Regions from separate parts of the Mus musculus genome. Here all the other regions are linked to region 3. The links are chromatin contacts, called in public HiChIP or PLAC-seq and promoter capture Hi-C maps. All regions are on one chromosome and are shown on one strand. The core of a region is the stretch at or near the end of the contact, and the rest is flanking DNA. Distances in the headings are between cores, read along the strand shown.

Region 1 (4,450 bases), core at 801-3,300, 160 kb after region 3:
AAGGTTTAAACACGTATTCATAATCCTCCTCCTCGTCAGACGCAGGCTGGGGGCTCAACTCTGCTTGTTCTCAGCTTTTGCCCTTCACTACACATCTTAGAGCGGTGCTTCTCAGCCTTCCTAACACTGCAAGCCTCTAATACAGTTCCTCACATGGTGAGTCCCAGCTAGAAATTTATTTCATTGCTACTTTACAACTGTAAATTTGCTATTGTTATGAATCATAATGTAAGTATCTGACATGGGACCCCAAAGGGTCAAGACCCAACGGTTAAGAACTTTGCCTTAATGCTTATTTAATCCAAAAGAGATGGACGATCTGTTGCTCAGCTGCTCATTAAGATGGCACACCCGTGGGACCTGGAGACACCCCCGTGAGGTGGGAGAGATGGCTCAGTGGTTAAGAACGTGTACTGCTCTTACAGAGGACCTGAGTTCAGTTCCCAGGACTGATGTCTACTGGCTGATGGAGCAGGAGCTGTAGAGCCCCTCACTTGCCTGGGTGCGTGGCAGTGTTGCAATAGCTGCAGCTGTGGCGAGTTCTACACACAGAGGACAGATTGCCATTGAGACCCAAGTCTGAGGCTGCCAGATGGCTCAGCAGCAATGGTGCTTGCCATTCAAGCCCGGTTTCTATCCCTGGAACCTACGGAACACAGAGAGATCCAACTTCAGAAGAGCACCATTGCAGTACCCCATCTCATATACAATACTAATAATTTTCAAAAATGAACTCAAAAGGAGCATGTATGTTAAATTGACTGGAGAGGGATCCGAAATGCCACAATAGTGTCTACAGCAGTAACCCTCAAATGTGTCCGGTCTCTTCCTGGGAATTTGTTATTTAGTTTCTCATATTTGGCTAATAGTTACTTTTGTACCTAATTTTAAACTGGAGACAATATATTACTGCTAAAGAAGTTTCAAAACTTTGTTCTTAGCCTCATAAAGCAGACCCCTGCCGGTTTACCCCCACAACAGTCTGTCTTCTGTACAGGATTTCTGTCTGGAAATTTACACAACAGACCATTCTCCCGACCTGTTTCACTCACTGTTGTTTGGGATGGTGGTCATGGCAGCCAGATCAGGACCATGACACAGAATAGTTCTTTTTTTTTTCCTGCTGCCTGCATACATGACTGCCATCTGAGTTGATTTGTCCAAGGAGATGCCTGGCCCAGGCAGGATAAACAGTTCTTTGTCTACCATTTTCAAACTGGGATTATAAAGAGACAGGGGTCCCTTTCTGTTCTCACGCACTTTAAACTATGTAGCACAAGCTGGCAACAGTGTTACTTGGCCTTCCATCACTACAAGGAAACCCTGGCTGCAGATACTTATGAAATAAAGAGACTTATTTTAACTGATGCTTCTGTAGATTTCAATTCAAGATTGAACAGCTCCATTGCTCTGGGCAAGGGGTGGAAATCCTATATTTGGGACAAACTGCTTTTGGCATGAACCAGGACACAGAGAGAAAGACAGTCCTGCAATCTCCTTCCAGAGTGGACTCCCAGTAACCAAAAGGTCTCCTGGAAGGCTCCACCTCCTAAAAGTCCACAGCACTTCCAAATAGCATTGCACTGGGCAAGCCTTTGCTACGTGATTGACTGGGAGACATCAGAAAGCCTGTTTTATGCCAACATTTAGACAGTATCAGTAATCTTCTAATGGTTTCTCTTTACATCCTCACAGAGGGAGCAAGCAGGCACTAGTGGAACAAGAGGAAAGGGGAGAAGAGCTCTAAAAAGCCCTTCTTGTTGTTCCTTGAACCAAAGCATATTTCTATGCTTATATTTTGGCTCGTCAGTTCTTTTTTGACACAGAGAGCTGCCCCAATATCATATCTTCAGCGAGCTCCTAGTTCTACCCAAGCTTACTATATCTTGTGAATGAAGCAGACGGTTATGAAGGCAAGGCTGGCCATGTGTTCAGCTCTGGTGTGTTTTGTGGTTCGAGGAACTGGTATCAATCTTGGGCTCCCTGCTCTTCAGGAAAGAGATAGAGAGTCTGCCGCAGAGTAGGCAGAGCGGGCCCCATCCTGCCCAGCTGGGCATCCTTCCTGTAGCTGCCTCCCGTGCTTGCTTCCTGCCGTCCTGACTACTCACCGAAATGCACAACAGAAACCAACGCTGATGATATCTGCTTTCCCAGATCTATGAGGGGCCTCCCAGCTGCGGATGGGTGACAGTGACAATTAACCTTCAAGGAGGCCTGAGCCCAGGTATGGAGCACACAGCAGCAGCAGCCACCTCCGGTCGCCAGCACACCTGCGTCCCACAGATCTGAGATGCTACGATTTACCAAAGTAGAAGAACCACATTTAATTGATATTCTTTCCCTTCTCCAAGGGCCTATCAGTCCTTGAGTTTTCCTTATCAAAAGTTCTTTTCCAACAAGCTACAGATTGTATAAACTGTAATGTATTAACATTACATAATGTAGCAATGGGTGCTACAATCCTGTTTGGAAATCTCCTAGCCAAACACCTCCCCTGGACACTAAACTCTCCCCCCATCCCCCGTGCCAAGTTTTCCCCCATTTTCACACTAAACTCTCCCCCCCCCAACAAGTTTTCCCTCATTAGAAACGTTAAACTTTATTTATTTATTTAAAGACAGTGTCTCAGGTAGTCCAGTCTGGCCTCAGACTGTGTAGTTGGGATGACCTTAAAGTCTTAGTCCTCCTGCCTCCACGTCCTGTGCTGGGGTTACAAGTGTGAACCACCACGTCCGGTTTATACAGTGCTGGGATTGAACCAGGGCCTTGTGTATGCTAGGCAACAGTCCACCCACTGAATTACATCTTTAGTCCTGAAATTTATTTGCTTTTGACAAAAGCATCTTAATCCTATTTTGCTACAATTCCTATTGTTCGGTACTGGCACGGGAATGCAGAGCTTGGCACATGCTAACATACTTTGTCATCAGCTATACCACTGGCCCACAGTCATAGTTCCGTGTTTGGCTTTTTTTTGTTAGCTGGATCTTCATACATGTGCCTACATGTAATGCCAAACAAGACAGAAGCCAGCTCTGATCTTATATGATGAGGCAAGTAACATAATTTTCAAAATCATAAACAAATTATGTACATGAGAAAATAAAAGTATAGTCAAAAATGTTCATAGTCCATAGCCCCCTCCACAAGTCTCTTCCTGAGTATAAGCAATGGAGGGACTGCTGTGAGTCACTAGTGAAAGTTGCCTTGCTCATCTTAACTGTTCAGAATACCACTCACTTGGAAAATTATTATTATAATTTATAGTTCCCTTTGGAACATGGTTCTCAAGAAGTCCAAAACTATGGGGCCAATCTACTGAGTGCCTTCTGCATTGTAGCATCAGAAGAGGGTAGGCATCCTTGTCAGGGCCTCTATTGCTGTGATGAAATACCATGATCATAGCAACCTGGGGAGGAAAGAGTTTATTACAGTTCCTTATTGTAGGAAGTCAGGACAGGAACTCAAGCAGGACAGGATCCTGGAAGCAGGAGCTGATGCAGAGGCCATGGAGAGAGGCTGCACACTGGCTTGCTTTCCATGGGTTGCTCAGCCTGCTTTCTTATAGCACCCAGGACCACCAGCCCAGGGATAGAATCATGGGCTATGCCCTCTCTCATCGATCTCTAACTAAGAAAATGCCCTATAGCTGAAGCTCATGGAAACATTTTCTCAATTGAGTTTCCCTCCTTTCAAATGACTGCATCTTGTGTCAACTGGCATAAAACTAGTCTAGACAATTGCCCCCTTGTCAACTTGACACACAAACATACCACTGTTAGGCCACAACCTGTGCTTTCTTGTTCATTCCCAAGATCACACATTAACAACATCACAATATAAAACATTTAACAGGGGGCTGGAGAGATGGCTCAGTGGTTAAGAGCACTGACTGCTCTTCCAGAGGTCCTGAGTTCAATTCCCAGCAACCACATGGTGGCTCACAACCATCTATAATGGGATCTGATGCCCTCTCCTGGTATATCTGAAGACAGTGACAGTGGATTCACATACATAAATTAAATAAATAAATCTTTTAAAAAAAACATTTAACAAATGTTAAAAGCCACACTGTCTTCAAATTTTTGAGCATTTTAAAATTCAGTCTCTTAAAGAAAATCCAAAGTCTCTTTTAAAACCTCTTTAAAAATCTAGCTTCTCAACTATGGGCTCTTATAAAATCAAAAATAAGTTAAATAATTTCTTATTTCAAGAGGGAAGAACCAGGGCACAGTCACAATCTGATCAAACCAATGTCCAATGTCTTGGATACACTCACCATCTTCTGGGCTCCTCCAAGGACTGGGTCACTTCTCCATCTGCACCCTCTGCAGCACACTCAGCTTGACTTCCAAGCCTAGGCAGGATCTACTCCACAACCACTGCTGGTTTTGGTGGTCATGCCATGGTACTAGCATTTCTAAAATGCTGGGGTCTTCTGTTGTAGCTG
Region 2 (4,486 bases), core at 1,774-4,273, 250 kb after region 3:
AACAGCAAGGCCTGGGTTAATAAACACCAAAAGCAAAAATGACCCATAGAGAAATCTCTAAGGCAGATATTTAAGGACTGGGCAGAGGACACCCCTCCCTGGAAGACTACTTGCATGGCATAGCATACACAGGCCCTGGCTTGATTTCCAGCATCTCAAAACCAAATAGAGAAACAAAACTAAGCAAGCAAGCAAGCAAACAAAATACATTCATTAGAAAACTCCACAGCAGCCTACAAAAAATTAAGCTGTAGGGAAAAAAAAGCAGAAGACCAGAACAAAACTCCTCTGAAGACAAGAGTCAAAATAAATTCATTTGAAAGTGTAAGTGATGCAAAAAGTCAACCAACCATTTAAAACAGTGTAAGCAAGCGCGGGCCCACAAGCCCGATCCAGCTGTAACCTACTTCTGTGAGCTGTTTCCTTGAAACACAGCCACTCACTCATTTACACACTCACTCATTTACACACTCACATATGGTTGCCTTCACACCACAAATGCAGAGCTTAGTAGCTGCCACTTAGATTATGGACCACAAAGCCTAAAATACTTTTGTTTTTAAGAGTATCAGGAGGATGGACATCTAGAAACTGCCATATCCGGGGATCCATCCTATAATCAGCTTCCAAACGCTGACCCCATTGCATACACTAGCAAGATTTTGCTGAAAGGACCCTGATATAGCTGTCTCTTGTGACAGCAAGAAGGCAAGGAGTTTGCTCTTCTGACTGTTTAAGAACCTGTTGCCTCCTCCCTGACTAAGCTAGCAGACAGGCCTACACACTCCTTCAGAGATTTGGAAACTTCAACTATTAAAAGTTTCAAAATTTAAAAAGCTAAAACACATTTTTATAGGTCAAATACCTTTTCAATGTTTATAAATTAGACTGTACTTCTAATGCAATTAAAGAAAAAAAAAATCTCAACAGGCAGCGGTGGCCTTACTGCACTCTTAGTCTCACCAGAGGCCAGCCTAGTATACAGCTCAAGTTTTATTAGGACAGCCACGGATACACAAAACCAAACTAACCAATCAGCCAATCAACCAAACCAACACCTTCAAGTTCTTAAATGTTTCTCCTTAGAAATAATTTATATGAATTATACGCTCCTCAGAACATTCCAGACTCCAAAAGGGGGGGAGGGACAACCCTTTAGAGCAGTGGGGTGGTTTAGTGGGCAAAGCCTCACAATCTAAGTATGACCCAGAACCCATGTCAGGAGGAGAGAACCAAGCTCACACAGCTGTCTCCGACCACCACGCAAATGCTGTGCCTGTGCACACGCATGCATGCACGCATGCATGACTACATGTACAAAGATTACTGAATTCAGAAACTTATTACTATTGTACAATTTTCTCAATCTTTTTATTTGTTCTTTGAGACAAGGTCTTACTATGTAGCCTTAGCTGGCCTGGAACTTGCTATGTAGACCAGGTTAGCCTTCAGCTCCCAGTCTCAATCTTCTAAGAACTAGCATTAAAGAGCAGGCTCCTTCTCAATCTTTTGACTTCAAAACCTCTGCTCTAAGCCTTTCTGCTTGGAGGCGGCACTAGGGGAGCTCAGCTCTTAACCCAGTGTGAGGCTTCATGTGGATGTACATGGAGAGGTGAAGGAGGAAAGGACAGCTGCTTAACTAGCCAATCAGCCTGGCCACCCCTGGGCTGCAGTGGTGACAGCATGTCTCTTTCAGACATCATGGACTGCTTTCACACACTGCCAATTTAATTGAGACATGGGTATTAGGTAAAGGCTCTGTAGATTTTCCTCAGGACCTCACACGTCCTAGGCAAGTGCTCAGCACACTGCTGAGCTATGATGTGTAACTGACACACGATGGAAACCGGACAAAGAACTTCTGCTTGCCTGGAGCACACAAGCCACCAACTGGAAACATTTACTTAACCAAAGTTTCATGAGCTAGAAGTAGAAAAGTTTACTTTTCTAGAAGCTCTACTGTTGAGGCCTGGGAGGATGTATGCGATGCTGAGAAGATTTGGGGACCCCGCCTTTACACATCTGGTAAGAACCCTGGAATGATGGTCACCATCCGGAGGTTCCAGACAATCAATATCAGGGTCTTAGACATCACTGCTCCCAACAAAGTGTTAGAAAACACAACTTCAAAGGAAGAGCTAACCATTCAGCAATCTGTTTCTGCCACATGGCTGACAGGCCTCTCCCCAAACCTGGTCATCTCTCCCCCTACCCCAAGAGTTCTTCCTCCCCCCTTATCTAAAACCTAACTATGGGGAAAATGGGTACACAAATAGACCAACTATGCCCTTGGGGGCATAAGCCCACCTTGACTCTGAGAGAGATTGAAAGACAAGCCATCTGTATATAGGCAGGCTCGAATAAGATATCAGAGTCTCAGTACCTTCAACACTGTAATGTAACAATTCATCTACAGGTGTTAACTGCAAAATTTCCTCATATTATTTAGTACCTTCAAAGGACACCTGGCTTGCTTTTGCCTCTCTGTTATCAGTCCCTTTATCCTCACTGAAACCTTCGCTTACCTGTTCCCTTGCCTGAGGTAAACTATAATTCTAGAGAGAGAGCTGAGTGTGGGAACACCCGGGACATCTACACTGATCCCGGACGGCCAGGGCAGCTCCAACAGTGCCCCTCCTAACAGACATGGGCACAACAGGGTCTGCCAGCACGGGAGTAGCAGCACTTATTAAGGGAGATCAAAATTTCAAATACTCAAGTCAACAAACTGATCAAGACCTGTCAGAATAACAAAATGCCAACAAAGACTGATATAAAAGTTGGTCCCCACTGGTCTTAGAAAAAAATTAAGAGTCAATGATTTGACTCTAAGGAATAAGCTCAAGGGGGGCATGTGGAGGCCTGCTCTTTTTAACATAACGGAGCCATTCTGTATTCAAGCTCCTTTTACTCAAATGGTGAAATGAAGTTCAGGTTCTCCAGACTCCACTTCCCAGAAGTGATCATCCACAGCTGACCCTGAGGAAAGCTGCTAACAAGCCGAAAGTTCTAGCTGAATTACTTATGCTCTACTTTCTCAACGGTCTTAAATTCCCCTGTTCACCACCCATCCCCCACCCCTCTTACCTCACTTAAGACCAATCTGCTTAAAAGTTGGCTGATAATACACTGTCTAGTTAGCCTAAAATATTGTACTACTTCACTGCTTGTCTTTAAAACTTTGAACCTGGCTTTTCATATAAAAAGTCTACTTGGAGGACAGATTAGTACAACTCCTTTCGTGGTCCTGATCGATCAGTATTAGGATATACATTCAATAAACTATTCTTGCTTAACTGAGATCAGTGATTCTATGGTTTGCGGCAGTTCCTGAACCTCAACATCTACACACAAGAAAACAAAACCAAAAACCTCCATCTGCTTCTCTCTCGGGCATTAACAGTTCACCTAAGTCATAAAGTGGGGGAAAGATCTGCCTAGGACGTCTCGCCTTTAGACAGCACTGTAAAACCTTAAATACCCCAATTTAAACACTCATCTATACCACTATGTCCATTTACTTGAACTATCTTACATCTTTTCAAGGTTTATTTTTATTTATTTCTATGTCTATATCATGTATGTACATGTGCCTGCAGAGGCCAGAAGAGGGCATCAGATCCCTGGAAGCTAAAGTTACAGTAGCTTTGTGCTGTCTGAAGTGGGTGTTCTCAACCACTGAGAAATCTCTGCAGCCCTATTTGGGTTATTTTATAGGTCATATTCCAGCTAGCACTTTCCCTTCTACTGTTTCTCAATAATACAAGCAAATACAAGTGCAAATCAGACCATTTGATCCCTTTTTAAAAATTTTTTCCCTTAGAATTCTTTGGTTTGTTTTTTGTTTACTTGAGACAGGGTCTCTCTACATAGCCCTGACAGTCCTGGAACTCACTATGTAGACTAAGCTGGCTTCCAACTCACAGAAAGTCACTTGCCTCTGTGTGAGTGCTAGGATTTAAGGGCATGTGGCACTATACCCAGGCCTTTCTGACATTTAATTTAGTTACGTGTGTGTGTGTGTGTGTGTGTGTACAGGCACATGTGCCTCACTAAGGCCTGTGTGAGTCAGAGGACACCTTTGGCGTCAGTTCTCTCCCCCACTGTCACTGTATGGATTAAACACGGGTCATTCACCAGACTGTGGCAAGTGCTTTTACCAGCTGAGCCAACTTACCAGCTTGCGGTAACTGTAAAATAACATTTAGTTTGTCACTGAACTAGAATAAGCTCAAGCTCTTCTAACTCTTATATAACAGATTAGTCCTTTCCCAATTCCATGCTTTAGCCGCCCTCTGATCCTGGAGTGTGATATGCTTCCTTGGCTCTCTGACTCTGCAGAAGTCTTCTTTAATACAAACCCTGGTTGTTTTAGTTAGTTTCTACTCGTGTGATCAAACACTATGACCATCAACAACTTGGGGAGGGAAGGGTTTATTCCAGTTTACAACTCTCAGGTCCCTCCACTGCTGAGGGAAGTGGGGAC
Region 3 (4,109 bases), core at 1,330-3,829:
CACAGTAGCCAGAGGCACATGGACTTGGAAGACAAAAGACAGCACAGCCAGACTGCAGAGTTCAAAGTAACCCAGGTGGCAGAGGGGTGACCTGGGAGCTTGTAGGGCAGGTGTGTTGTCCCACAATGGCTGGTCTGGACCAAGAAGAAATGGAAACAAAGCATGTGACCTCAGGGGGGCAGGTGTGTCCCTGTCATCCCCTTGAGTGGGTGGGCAGACAGGAGGAAGTACATCCAGTGGTCCCTGGCCATTGTCCCCAAGGGCTAAAACCCTCAGCAAGCTTTGTCCACCACGGCCACATGACTCCCACCCAGCCAGGCCATTGGCTCCTCCGATGGGCCCAGAGGTGTGATGAAGAGGAGGACCCCCATCTTGGGAATGTATCTACAAGTGCAGTTTCACCCATCACCTGGCCACACCCAAGTCCAAGTACCAAGATAGTTCAGGAAGGCTGGCTGTGCCTGTCCGGATGGGAACAAGGTCTTTCCCCCAGCGGTGACGGGCCGGGCCCAGCGAGCTGGGGATCAGTCTGTGAGTACCACCAGCTCCTCATCACTCTTCTCGTCACCCTCTGAGTCCTCGTCCTCGCTGTACCGGTACATCTCTCCATCGGCCACCGAGTGCCTGTCATCTGTGCCCTCCCCTTCCTCCCGGAGACTGCAGGTATTGATGATGACAGGCATGTTGGGGTCCAGGCCCTGGGGGTCATAGTGCTCCACCAGTGGACGTGCCAGGGGCAAGCCCGCTGCCCGAGGGAACAGGATATCTGAGCTCACCTGTGCCTGGCCAGCCTGCGGGCTGAGAGGCAGAGAAAATTCGCAATTACAGATGTACCCATGTGCCCTCCCAGCCCTTCCAGCCCTCCCTGCAGGCTGGGTAACCGGCATACTCTGGCCCTTGCGTGTGCTTCCTGATGGCCAAATTCACTGCCAGCTATAGCTCGAAAGCTCAGAGTCGAGGGTATGTTGGACGGTGGCACGTGAATATTATTTTGTTTTAGTGTCATTGACCACAGAACTCTACCCTAGTGCCTGTCATGGTCAAATAAGGGGCCTTCCTACGGGATGAATACCTGTGGTGTTCTCAATTTGCCCTGCGTTTGTCAGGCTGCAGGTGCCCCAGTTTAGGTCTTATACCCAACTCCCAGTCACCAGTCTCGCACACAGTCATTATCCATCAGGGGTCACACACAGGCAGATGGCACACAACTCTGCTCCCAGATCCTTGCTGGCTGCTCTGCCTGCCTCACACAAAGACCAGACACACACACAACCCCAGTCTCTCACAGCAGCCACAAGCCGCCTCTGGCCACCAGGGAGGGCCTGCTCACGGGATGGTGTAGCTTTGGCGAGCACCCTGGCGCCGTGTCCTCATCAAGGCCTTGTACTCGCCCACTCGCAGCCGCCGGCCCTCCACGACACAGGTACGCTTAGGCCTTGGCTTGTACTTATAGTCAGGGTATTTCTCCAGGTGCTGCCGGCTCAGACGGGCCTGCTCCTCGTAGTACGGCTGTTTCTCCTGGTTGGTCATGGACTTCCAGCGAGAACCTGATCCAATACCAGGCAAAAACTAAGGGCCAGACTCTCGTGGTACCCCACCAGGTTCCAAGCCCTAGCTAGAAGTCCTGATTGGACCCTGGTCTTCAATTGGGATCAAAAATGATAAGGCATAAGCACTCATCAAGGGCCTGGCCAAGTGTGGATGCTCCCTGGATGCTGGGCCAGGAAGAGATGAGGCTGGCAATGACGGGGAGTCTGTACCATTCTCATGTCAAACAACTCGGCACCCCTGAGAGGTCTCCGCCCCAAAGGCATTCACGAAAGAGCAGCCACTCCAAGCCATCAAGTATCCGATGTGAATCTGGGGTGTAGCTCAGTGGTAGAGCATGGGCCAGGGTAGACATGGGAAAGCCGAAAACAACCCTGGTGTTCCAGACAAGAAACCCGCGCAGTTACTGGAGGGGACTCAGCCATGAAAACACCACCCTTATTCAGACTTGTCGGCCCTGCCCGCTCCTCAGCCTCTGACACAAAGTCTCTATACCAATGGTCCACAATGCTAGTCTCTATTTTCTGCCAAAGCACAGGCCATAAGAGGCACCGGGTGTTTGGAGGTGGTAAAGAATACACAAAATCCCAAGGGGAGGGACAACCAAAAGAGCCCTGCGCTGGTACAAGGTCCTAGGATCCAGCTGCCAAGAACATCTCAACTGCTACACCTGGTAAGATTCTACCAGGATTCAATAAGGCATGAAAACTCCAAACAGACCCAGTCCTACTGAGCTATGTCCCCTGGGCTCAACACCCTGAGCTGCAGAGGACCCACGCCCTGGCCCTTACCAAGGATCTTGCTGATGCTGGAGTTATGCATGTCTGGGAAGGCCTGGAGAATTTTCCTCCGTTCATCCTTGGCCCACACCATGAAGGCATTCATGGGTCTCTTGATGTGGCTGCTGTTCCGAGACTCGGAAAAATGACGGGAGCCTGGAGGATGGGTAGGTAAGAGTCAGGCAGGCAACAGCTTTGGGGCTGGCAGAGATATCCCTTGCATGGCCACCAGGAGGCACTGATGAGGCTCATAGAGAAGTCAGCTCAGGCCTAGCAAGGCAGGAAGTAGAGGATGAGGAGGGAAGCGAAGGCCAGCGGTAAGCAGAGGCCCACCACGGCCAGAGAACAGGCACAGCAAAGATCCAGAGAAGCAGGGCTCCACAGAGTTGTTACAAGATACCAGAAGACGACCCACGGATAGAGACACCAGGGAACAATGGAGACACATGCCAGGAAGGACCCAAGAAAGGAGGGAGGAAGGAATCAGGGACGGACACAGCCCTAGTGGAGTTAAGTGGCGCCCAGCGCCAGAGCTCTCACCATCCATGTCACAGCTCAGCATGGCTTCCTCCAGGGGATGCACACAGCTCTCCTCCAGCCGCTCCTTGGCCGGGGAGGAGTCCAGGCTGATGAGGTCCTGCAGGTGACAGAGACAATGTGGGCATGAGTACTTCCTCTGTCATCCTGTCTTCATCTTCCTGTCCTCTGGGCAGAGGAAGATTGGCCCATACCTTCCGGAATGGGGTATTGGGGGAGTTTTCCAAAGCCCCACTGTGGCTGTGCAGCAGCTGCCGGGCATCCTGGATGGCTTTGGTGACGGCGTCCCCTTCACCGAGGAAGCCTGTTTGGAGAGGGAACAAAGTGAAGGGCAGGGACCCGAGGGCTTTGTCCCAGGAGCAGCCCACATATTTATGCTTCCTGCCACGTCACACCTAAGGGTCTCCTTGTGGCAGTACACTCCCTGCCCATCCCCACACCTCCCTGAGGACTGCCTGCTGCAGGGTGCCAAGGGTCGGGAATGAGGCAACTCTCTCAGATGCGCAGCTCAGTGGCCTGACCCCATGCTGTCTAATCTGATCCTGGAGAACAAAGGCGCCATGGAAGGAGGCGTCCTCAGAGCAAGCCTCATCCCCGGCTTTAAGAAAGCAGAGGCTGGGGTGGAGCTCGGTGATGGGAGTACCTTAGAACTGTTTAAAAACCCCAAACTAGAACGGAGAAAGGGAAGGACCGTGCCCAAGGTGGCGTCTGGCTCAACTGTCTAAGGTGAGACGACTCACTGTCGTCTAAGGTGAGAGCAGATGAAAAGGCTTACCCAGAGGCAGGCTGGGGGGGCTGGATTGCAGGTCCCTTGTGGGAGCCCCATGGCTGGCGGGGCGAGGCCCACAACTGTTCATCTTCAGGCTGGGAGAGCTGGAGGTGTTGGGCAGCTCAGGTACCTTGGGCTTGGCTGTGAGGTTCAGTGGTTGTGGGGGCTCCTGCCGACCCAAAAAGACAGAGAATGAGAAACACCCAAGGAGGACCACCCCATCACAGGACAGACAGGACTCAAGGCGAGTGAGCCAAGAGCAAAGAGGGACATTGGCTCCGCAAGGGAGGGGCTCCCAGGCAGCAAAGGTAGGCAAAGGAGTACCTGCAGGGGGTGGTGGGCGGCCACCCCCGACCTCTTCACCACAGGGGCAGGCGGGCTGTGCAGCAGCTGCAGTGGGTATTCCACTGGGGAAAGAAAAGCGGCAAGGGACAAAGTCCCAGGTGAGCCCAGAATAGCAGGCACCAAGTGACAGG

The links. HiChIP or PLAC-seq counts read pairs in DNA pulled down with a chosen protein or histone mark. Capture Hi-C pulls out chosen DNA fragments and counts their contacts.
Region 1: an H3K27ac HiChIP or PLAC-seq map of the HPC-7 cell line shows a contact between it and region 3, with 8 times the contacts expected there. The contact joins two enhancer-like sites. A contact is called at or near these places in 3 of 15 datasets of contacts at CTCF or cohesin (embryonic stem cells, pro-B cells and stem cell-derived epiblast-like cells), 6 of 484 Hi-C or Micro-C datasets (all in embryonic stem cells), 12 of 115 datasets of contacts at active chromatin or transcription factors (the HPC-7 cell line, T-cell acute lymphoblastic leukemia, craniofacial prominence and 6 more) and 4 of 9 other capture datasets (adipose tissue, embryonic stem cells, liver and 1 more).
Region 2: a promoter capture Hi-C map of adipose tissue shows a contact between it and region 3. The contact joins two enhancer-like sites. A contact is called at or near these places in 1 of 484 Hi-C or Micro-C datasets (bone marrow-derived macrophages), 8 of 115 datasets of contacts at active chromatin or transcription factors (the HPC-7 cell line, double positive thymocytes, embryonic basal ganglia and 5 more) and 3 of 9 other capture datasets (adipose tissue, liver and pancreatic islet).

The regions. Positions count from the first base shown.
Region 1 is chr1:133,547,996-133,552,445 of GRCm38.p6, forward strand. No RefSeq gene overlaps it. Among named protein-coding and RNA genes, the nearest start is that of Snrpe, 60 kb to the right of the region's middle. Within about 2 kb of position 2,051, at least 30 of the 459 cell types and tissues checked have an H3K27ac peak or open chromatin away from gene starts, as enhancers often do. A contact at or near this core is called in the HPC-7 cell line and T-cell acute lymphoblastic leukemia, where this site is marked.
Region 2 is chr1:133,628,753-133,633,238 of GRCm38.p6, forward strand. The region is part of intron 12 of Zc3h11a (zinc finger CCCH type containing 11A); the gene reads right to left. Among named protein-coding and RNA genes, the nearest start is that of Snrpe, 21 kb to the left of the region's middle. Within about 2 kb of position 3,024, at least 6 of the 459 cell types and tissues checked have an H3K27ac peak or open chromatin away from gene starts, as enhancers often do. A contact at or near this core is called in adipose tissue, where this site is marked.
Region 3 is chr1:133,383,127-133,387,235 of GRCm38.p6, forward strand. Sox13 (SRY (sex determining region Y)-box 13) reads right to left here. Exons shown (of 14, transcript NM_011439.2): 8 at 3,958-4,040; 9 at 3,640-3,802; 10 at 3,059-3,168; 11 at 2,868-2,964; 12 at 2,340-2,483; 13 at 1,331-1,547; 14 at 1-798. The coding sequence ends at 525. Among named protein-coding and RNA genes, the nearest start is that of Etnk2, 22 kb to the left of the region's middle. Within about 2 kb of position 2,580, at least 63 of the 459 cell types and tissues checked have an H3K27ac peak or open chromatin away from gene starts, as enhancers often do. A contact at or near this core is called in the HPC-7 cell line, T-cell acute lymphoblastic leukemia and adipose tissue, where this site is marked.